2 separate regions of the Anser cygnoides genome follow, and region 2 is linked to region 1. The links are chromatin contacts, called in public Hi-C maps. All regions are on one chromosome and are shown on one strand. The core of a region is the stretch at or near the end of the contact, and the rest is flanking DNA. Distances in the headings are between cores, read along the strand shown. Region 1 holds the start of OCLN (occludin). Region 2 holds the start of ARRDC2 (arrestin domain containing 2).

Evidence for each region. Hi-C and Micro-C count contacts between places; a contact is called where the count stands out from the background.
Region 2: a Hi-C map of liver shows a contact between it and region 1, with 4 times the contacts expected there. The contact joins the promoter of ARRDC2 here to the promoter of OCLN in region 1. A contact is called at or near these places in 2 of 7 Hi-C or Micro-C datasets (both in liver).

Annotation. Positions count from the first base shown.
Region 1 is chr27:1,261,856-1,266,426 of Taihu_goose_T2T_genome, forward strand. It overlaps OCLN (occludin), which reads left to right and starts at 2,094. Exons shown (of 8, transcript XM_066983783.1): 1 at 2,094-2,240; 2 at 3,838-4,554. The coding sequence starts at 3,856. It overlaps OCEL1 (occludin/ELL domain containing 1), which reads left to right. Exons shown (of 5, transcript XM_048052460.2): 1 at 1-437; 2 at 521-702; 3 at 850-1,021; 4 at 1,117-1,167; 5 at 1,328-1,905. The coding sequence ends at 1,447.
Region 2 is chr27:2,119,488-2,124,058 of Taihu_goose_T2T_genome, forward strand. ARRDC2 (arrestin domain containing 2) reads right to left here and starts at 2,602. Exons shown (of 8, transcript XM_013195265.3): 1 at 2,072-2,602. The coding sequence starts at 2,336. SAXO5 (stabilizer of axonemal microtubules 5) reads right to left here. Exons shown (of 8, transcript XM_066984132.1): 8 at 3,841-4,275. The coding sequence ends at 4,087.

The sequences.
Region 1 (4,571 bases), core at 844-3,343:
GCTACGGCGGCGAGCTGCTCCTCGGGGGGGTCCTGGGGGGCGGCTACGGGGGGCCGCTGACCCCCTTCGTGCTGGTGGTGGCCAGCCTGGCCTGGCTGCTGACGGCCGTGCTGCTGGGGCTGGGGGCCACCACTTATTACCGCGGCGTCCTCCTGGAGGCACCCTGGTGGCCTCCCACCGAGTCCGGCCTCAACGGCCTCATGTTCCTGCTGTACCTGGCGGCGGCGGCGGCGTACATCCACACCGTCACCCTGGGGGGGCTCTGCTACTCCCCCCTGGCCGGCGGCCCCCTCCTCGCCGCCTTCTGCCGCCTGGCCGGGGGGCAGGCAGCCGCTCTCGTCTTCCTCTTCCTCACGGCGCTGCTCTACCTGGCCGGCAGCCTCGTGGCCCTCAAGATGTGGAGGCACGAGGTGGCCCGGAGGCGTCGGGAGGCTCCCGTGAGTCCCTTTGTCACCGGGAGGCTGGGGGGGCAGCCCGCGGCAGGCTTCTCACGACCCCCCTTTCCCTTTGTATCTTGAAGCCTCCGCCGGCCCGAGCCAAGCGCATCGCCTTTGAGGATGAGGTGGGACCCCCGGGGAGACCCCTGGGGAGGGCCACGGCTGCCAGCGCCTTCACCGAGGGGGGTGAGAGGTTGGGGGCCTTGATCTGCTCCATCCCCCCCGGGCTCGTGCCGCGGCCGTGCACTGTCCCGGACTACGTGGTGTAAGTGACCCCAGGGCAGGGGACGGCCACGGGATGGGGTCCCTGGGGGTCCGGAGCCCCCCCGTGCCTCCGTGCTGGGGCACAGCTGGGCTTCCAGCCCAGAGCGGGGACCCCCCCGAACTTCGTAACCCCCCCGTGGCCGTGCAGAAAGTACCCGGCGATCCGGAGCGGGCGGCAGCGGGAGGAATACCGGGCTGTGTTCAGCGACCAGCACGCCGAGTACCGGGAGCTGCTGGGCGAGGTGCGGGAGGCACAGCGGAGGCTGGGGGAGCTGGAGGCCGCCGCGCGCCGCCTGCCCCGGCACGCGCTCGGCAGGACGGTGGGTGTCCCACGGGCGTCACGAGCGGGCAGGGCTCAGCACCGGGCCGTGCCGGCGGGGCTGGGGACGTTGGGCTGCGTCTTTTCGCCCCGCAGGATGAGAGCAGGGTGGCCCGCGTCTGGCGCGAGGTCCTGAGGAAGAAGAGGGTGAGTAGGGGGTCAGGATTCGTGCGCTCGGAGCCACGCTGGGGGGGGCGCGAGCTTCCCTGCCATCCCGGAGCATGGGGGTCCCGGGCACCCGTGGGACCCCAGCGCTATGGCGGGGTCTCTCCGGGCTGAGCACAGCGCCGCTGTCTCCCGCCGGCAGGATTCGGCCTTCCTGGAGAAGCAGCGGCGCTGCCGCTACCTGAAGAAGAAGCTGACGCACATCAAGAGGCAGATCCAGGACTACGACCGCGGCGCCCGCGGCAGCGCCGTCTACTTCTGAGCCCGCTCACGAGGACCTCTGGGGACGACAGCCGGGGACCCCGGGGCTCTGCCAGGTCCCCCCACCCCCACCCCGAGCCCTGGGGACCCCGCAGGGCTCAGCACCGGGGGGTGACGGTGCTGCGGGGGCGAGCAGGAGGCACCCGCTGCCCCCCACCCACCGCACCCACCTGGGCACGGGGAGCAAACCTGCGGGTTTTGGGGTGCCTTTGGTGGCCCCGCACCCGGCGTGGATTCGGGAGCACCCAGAGGGGTGCAGCTGCGGGGGGGGGGCGGGAGGGGAGGGGGGCAGAGCTGCTTTTAATAAAACCCGTGATGTTTTTCGGGGGGCTTCAATGCGTGTCCTGGGGTGCCCGCGGATGATGGAGGCGGGGGGGCTCCACCAGCTGGCAACCCCCCCCCAGGGACGCTCCTGTCCCCTGGGATAGCGAGAGGAGCCCCGGTACCCAACAGGACCCCCCCCAGTGCCACGGCTCCGGATGGGGGGGGGGGGGGGGCACGGCCCTGGCCTCTTTGCGCCCCCCCAGCCCCCGGGGACCCCGAGCCCTCCCCCCCCCCCAGCGGAACCGCCGCGCGTGTGAGCCCCCCATAGCCCCCCCCCCCTCCCCGGAGCCGCCGAGCCCCCACCGCCACCTCCCCCCGGGCGGGGGCCGGGCGGGGAGCAGCGGGGCCGCCCCCGGGGCTCCCCCCCCGGAGGCGGAAACCGGGGCCGGTTCCCTGCAGCGCCCGGCGGCGGCGGTGCCGCTGCTCCCGGCTGCCATTTTACGGGAACAAAGAGGCGGGGGGGCGGCCAGGTAAGGGGCTCCGGGACCGGTATCGGGGTGGGGGGGGGTCCCCAGGGGCTCGGTCCCCGCCGCACGCCGGGGGGGGGGGGGCTCGGGGAACCCCCGGGGGCTCCGTCGGGACCGGAGCGGGCGCGCCCGGTTCCCGGAGCCGCACCGGGCAGGTGGGAGGCGGCGGCGGCGGCGGCGCTTCCCGGGGCTCCGCGGGAGGTTGGGGGGGTGCAGGGGTGTGGGGGCGGACCCCGAGCCCCCCACCTTTAAAAAAATAAAATAAAAAATCCCCCAAAAAACCAGCGCGGGGACGGCGCTGCCCCCGTCGGGACGCGGACACCGGGGTTGAGCCCCGGTGGCGGGGAGGGGGGCGCGGGAGCTGGGGGGTCCCCGGGGGCGGGGGGGGGGGTTTGCAGCTCCCCTTGCTGCTGGGTCTCCCCCCACGCCAGCCCAAGGCTTTGGGGCTGCGCAGAGCTGGGGGCAGCGTGAGGATACCCGAGAAAAAAGCCGCGGGCACCCCGGGAGGTGCTGCCCCGCTCCTCCAGCGCCGCGCTGGGGCACGGGCTTGGGACCACCCTCGTTTGGGGCGAAGGGACCGAGCCCCTGGCCCCCAGGTGGCCACGGACACCCCGGACCCGCTGCCACCTGCCCCCGGCTTGGGTTTCCCATGCAGGGTTCAGGTTCCTCCCCCCCCCTCCACGCTGCGTCCCGCTCCGGCGATGCCCGCCGGGGGGGTCCCCGCTGAGCTCTTGGGGTTTTGCTTTTCGTGGGGTGGAGAAGGGCGGCTCTGTGCAGCCCGGAGGTGGTGGAGCAGCGCCAGGAGCCCGCTGGGCTTTGCAGAGCCCCTGCTTTGCCCCCCAGCCCCCTCGGAGGGGTTCCCCGCTTCCAGCAGCGTTATCCTGGCGTTTCTCCCCGGCCCTCCAAAACGCTCCCGGCGGTGGTTTGGCTCGGAGTAAACTTGTGGGAAAGCAAAGCCAGAAGGTGTTTTGGAGAGGCCAACCGCACGGAGGAGGGCAGGAACCGGAGGCAGGGAGCGACTGTGGGGCTGGGGCGGCCCTGTTGGGGCGGGGGTCCCGGGCGGGCGGCGCCTGGCTCCATGCGGCAGCTCTCCAGCGGTGGCAGCGAGGAAACGCGTCACCCCCCTTTGATCTGCCCCCATTTACCGCTTTTCACTGCGGTGTTGGTAATGTGCCCTGTGTTATTATTATTATTATTATTATTTTTTTAATCCAACCGGAGCTGCTTACGGAGAAACCCTCAGGGTTAGCGCTAGCCTTGGGTAAGAGCTTTTCTGGTTTAATTAGGGTTTTAAACAATCCAATGCATTCAGGCGGCCGCAGTCGGGTGGGGGCCGGGGCCGGCAGCGCGGGGTCCCCAGCGCGGGGCAGGGCTGGGTGTGCAGGGAGATGCCCCGTGACTCACTCGCCTCCCTTCTCCACCCCACACCTCAGTTTCCCCGTGAGCAGAGGTGACTCCCGTGGCGTGGCGTCGGGCACGGGCGGGCGCTTGTTTACGGTGACGGGAGGCCAAAGTCCCCACCGGGCGCGCGGAGACGTGGAAACCCGGCGGTGCCGCGCGCGCCCGCCTCGCTCCCGCAGCTCCGTCCGTCTCCCCCCAGGCTCTCCCCACCGCCACCATGTTCAGCAAGAAGTCCTACGACGGCCCCCCCATGAGTTACGGCTCCCCCACGGGCTACGGGCCCCCGCCGGGTGATTACGGCTACGACTACGGCACCCGCTCGCCCCCGCCGGGCTCCTACTACATCGAGGATGCGCCGCAGCACTTCTACAAGTGGACCTCGCCGCCCGGCGTGGTGAGGATCCTGGAGGCCGTGATCATCATGCTCTGCATCGCCATCTTCGCCTGCGTGGCCTCCACCCTCGCCTGGGACTACGGCTACGGCTTGGGGGGGGTTTTCGGAAACGGGCTGGGCGGCTACTACGGCTCCAGCTACTACGGCAGCGGGCTGGGCTACAACTACGGGTACGGGGGCTACTACGGCGGGGTCACCAACCCGCGGACGGCCAACGGCTTCATGATCGGCATGGCCGTGCTCTGCTTCCTGGCCCAGCTGGGGCTCCTGGTGGCCAGCATCAGCAAGTCGAGCAGCTCGCGCTCCCGCCGCTTCTACCTGGTGGTCATCGTGGTGTGCGCCGTGCTGGCCTTCGTCATGCTCATCGCCTCCATCGTCTACGTCGTGGGCGTCAACCCCCAGGCGCAGATGACCGGCAGCTACTACTACAGCCCCTTGCTGGCCATGTGCAGCCAGGTGTACAGCAGCAGCACTTACCTCAACCAGTACATCTACCACTACTGCACCGTGGACCCCCAGGAGGTGAGTGTGTCCCCCCG
Region 2 (4,571 bases), core at 1,352-3,851, 860 kb after region 1:
GCGGCCGCCCCGCTGTGGAACGGGAGCCTGGCGTGCTCTTAGCCCACGTGCCTTACCTCTCCTGAGGTCTCCCTAAATGACGGGGCTCCTAGAGGCTGGCCTCACGCTGGGGCAGGAGCCTGCACCCCTGGGCAGCGCTGTGGGACCCTCGGGCGGACAGGATCAGCGCATGGAAAGCACCGGTGTTTCCCAGGCCCCTCTCACATCACCTCATGAAGAAGCGGCCGGGGCCTTGGCTTTGCCCATTAACCCCCTGTCTTTTCCTCTCTTTCTGTCCCCTGTTTACACAATATACATTTAATGGCCCTGAAACGCAGTCCGAACATCCTTCTTCCACCCTTTCTCACGTCTCGAAGCACAGCACCCCCGTGCCAGCCCTCACCACCCTGCTAGGAAACTGCAGATAAAGTCACAGCTGAGTGGAGAGCGGAGCGGAGGGCGCTTATCTCCGCCTGGCTTCCCTCCTCTGCACTGCCTTGTTACCATGACAAAACCTGCATTTTTTAAACACCACGCAGACACAGTTGATCTCATCGAGAAGCAACAAGGGAGCAGTCACAGGGCCTGCAGATGATGGCACGTTTTCACCAGCCTCTCGCTAGCCGACCCCAGGAACGTCCTCGCGCTGCCACCGGTGACCGGGGGGGGGACAGAGCAGGAACCCAGCGGGATCCACAGGAAGGGATTTTGGCCGCAGAGCAGCCAAAAAGCCTCCTTAAAGCACTCCTGTGATCACAGGCCCGTGCCCCTCTCACAAAGGAGAGAAGGAATCACTGTGTGGACACAGATGATAAAATCACAGCCCGCAAGTTCTGGCGAGGCTCCCTGCTCCCCACGGAGCCCACTTAAACTCTCCCCACGCAGTAGGCGAGGGCCAGAAGCCATTAGCTCCGAGCTCCAGGAGCGCAGGGTGCTGGCAAGGCCAAGCAGCTCCTGTAATTCCTCCAGCCCTTGGCTAAGCGCCCTCCTCCAGCCGGCTCCGGGGGCTTGTGTAATACACAGTCCTAGCAGCAGAATGCAAACACGCTCGCGGCAGCTCGTGACTGCTCTACAGACATTCACTGCAGGGATAATGGGGAATAAAACTCACCCTATACCCTTACAGCTAACGCAGCCACCATCCAAACAGTGTGATGACCACTCAGGATCTTCTCCACTGGAGTTCGGGGCGCGGGCTTCTCCCACATCCTTAAGTGTCATCAGGCCGCTTAACACACTTGCAGCTGCCAAGGGGCCATCCTTAGGCACAGCACAGAAGAGCCGCTGCCAAAAAGACAGAAACTCTGGAGTAATGCAGGTGTTTGGAGCAGGTGGCAAGGTACAGTCGTCCAGAAAAAGAGAATATGGCCCTACAGTGCAGTCTAGGGACAAAAACACCTCCAGAGCAGCAGCTGCCATCACTCCTGCAAGCTCTGCGTTTGCCAGCTGGGCCCTTGGCCGCCAGCAAAACTCCATGCCCTCAGTACGTAGTATTAGGCACCCTAATACACCAAGCAGGACGGGCAATAAGATGGCATCGGAAAGGGGCGGAGGGGAAGCACAGAGCCACGGCTGTAATGATATCACTGTGGGGGAGGATAAAAGACAAGCACTTTCATAAGGCAGAGTTAACGAGCGGATGGACAGCTGCGATGTCCCGTATCCCTTGGCTCTGGATCATTTCATCCCAACCAGGCAAATAATTCAAGTGGCTTGTCCTCATGCAGTAGATCCAAGCAACATGCCAGCTGGGCATGTGGTTCCAGCATCAGAAAACTGGAAACAAATATTTACTGAACTACTAAGTGCTCTTTCCACACTTGTGAACAGACACTTCTATTTGCACTTCCCTGTGCAAACAGAACAAAAGCCACAACCCTTTCATGCTCACCAGCCCCGAGTTTGCAGGCGACCTCCCAGAAACCAGCAGCAAAGAAACCCTTGGCAGAGGCCGAGAGGGATGCTGCTGCTTGCAGGTGGCACCAACCTTCACGAGGAGGGTGGAGACCTGCCCAGAGAGGGTGCCTGCAGCCCATGGAGGTCCCAACCCAACACCCCGTAGCACACAGCCACCCTCGAGCCCCAGCCTTACCGGGGATGAGCTGGCAGCGGCGGTACAGGAAGGTCTGGAAGGCTGTGTAATCGTGGTAGACGGTGTTGAGCCCCACGCTGTGGCTCTCCAGCCAGTGCACGGAAGCGCGCCCGCGAGCGCACACCTCCAGCGCCCGTAGCCGCAGCGCGCCGCGCAGCTCCAGCCGCACGCGGCCGTGCAGCAGCTCCCCGCTGCCGTAGGCACCCCACACTCGCCCGTCCTCCAGCTCCACCGCCAAGCTCCGCACACGCCTGAGGGGCTGCATCGCTGCTGCCCCTGATTATCCGGGCAGTTCTGGGAGGCAGGCTGGTCCCCACTTTGGGCAAGCGGGACAGGCACCTGTGCGGCCCTCCAGGGAAAGGAAGAAAGAGCAAAGGCTGCCCCGAAATCCTTATTTATCCCTGCCCCTAAGCGGCCCGGCCCTCCAGGCCTAGCTCTCCCAAGGTTGGACTGAGACCCCGTTACATGGTGACGCTTTAGTGCTGACCCCGTGCGTGAGGCTGGTGCAGCGCCGAGGAGGGGGCCGTGGAGGCGAGTGACGCGTTTTTAAGCCGAAGGAGAAATAACGTCACGTTGTCTTATCTCTGAGTCACAGGCGCTGTTGATGTGCCACTGGTACGTGCTGGTGGCTCCGTCCGCAGGGAGCTGTCACGCACCGCCAGCCGTGCTGGCAGGTTTCATGTCACTGGGGGAAGCACAGAAAGGCTGTTTGGCCTTCCCAAATTCAGGCATTCCTGAAGCATTTCTGGAAGTGGATGGAGAGGGGTTTAGAAAGCCAAGACCCTTATCCCAAAAGCCAGCTTTGCTTTCTCTGTCTGAAATTGCATCAAAATCCATGTGGAAAAAAAAGTAAACAACCTCAGGGTCCTCCCAGCAGCAGCTCCCCAGCCAGCTGGTACCACCAAAAGGCTGATGTTCACCATTTAACAACCCCAGTGACCCACAGCTGTTCCTGCAGCAGTGCAACAGGTGGCAATGCCACCTCAGGGTCACATAAAAGCTATGGGGCAGACCCGTAGCATGTGCAAGTCCCTGTTACTACACCAAGTGACGCAATCCAGGCGTTTGAATCGAGGTGTTTGCAACCTACCAGTGTAAGACACCGATGTGAGGTGCCTGTGGGAATTTGCAAGGCTTGAGCGTGCAGCTTCTTTGAAGTACGTGTGGAGCACAGAACGTCCCTTTCCCAAGAGATGCAGAGTCAGATCCCAAAAGGAAAGCACAAGGGGTTTGTGGGCCCAGCCCCTGTTTACGTAGAGAACGCAGCGATTGGAAGTGATTTAGTAACGCCTGCTCAAATGCTTTGGTGTTGGTTTGCAGCACACATGAATCAAGTCTGTCCGCATCAAAAGGCCACGAAGAGCTTGTGAAGTGGCAGCTGTGACAAGGCACCAGCTGACCCTGCTCGCTTGGCCTCCCAGGGGAGGGAGCTGACCGCCCCACACGGATCCCGCTTCAAAATATCTACAGCCCAAACAGAGTTAGTGCAAGCTCAGCATTCAGGAAATCCACGTGAGCTATCAGCTCAACAAAAATACACTGCTCGTCGCTAGGAAAACAGCCCACTCATCATAAGCTGGGGAGGGCTACCTCTCTGTCCTACTGTTCACTGGCCTTTGGTTTCAGGCCTTGACACCAAAATCTAAACAGATAACAAGGGAAGATTCCAGCCCACATGCAGCCCTGACAGTGCCTCTCACTTTGCCTCTGATCTCTTGCCCTTCCTCTGAGCTTCCCCTACCCCACCTGCTCCCTCCTGCCCCAGCACCCGCCCGGAGGCACTCTGCGGGTCTTGCAACCCACAGAAATGTGTCACCCATGTCTTTGGGCTGATCCCCAGATGTTTATTCTTGTTGTCACAACACCTTGTGTCCTCATTCAACTCTTGAAATAAATGTTACCTGTAATAACACACAGATGGGCCAAAAGCAGGGCACCAGAAGAGCTAGGTAAAACAACACAGAGGCAGTCGATGGTGCAGGAAGTCCTGGGCAGTCAGCGAGAAAGGGGGAACGTCACGGTGCAAAGACCACCTTCCTCCGGGGGCAGTATCCTTTCAGGGTCCCCAGTGGGACGCGGCTCACTTGGGAGTCTCCCGTCTGGATTTCTGCTGGGCCTCTGGCCTTAGGTGTGAACGCATCCTTCTGCTCTGTGCTGAAGAGCTCCTGCGCCCTCCAGGGTAGCACCAGGTGCGAGCATTTCATCTGAGGAGACAGAAGGGCTTTCAGCGTGGGGTCACAGAGCTGGGGAAGAGGCAGGTGGAACCTGGCAGCCCCTACATCTGAGCCCCATAGTGGCTGCCCAGAGGGTTGTCCCCATGAGCAGCCGAAGCCTGTGCCTTCCTGCATCCTCTCTCTATGGCAATTGCTCAGTCGTCTCTGGTGGTGGTGCAGAGACATTACCCTGACTGGACACCTCTGGACATGTTAATTTATGCCTGAGATTTTCCTCTTCTGATCCTCTGGGAGGACCAAAATCACCTTCCCCCTCCCTCGGCTTA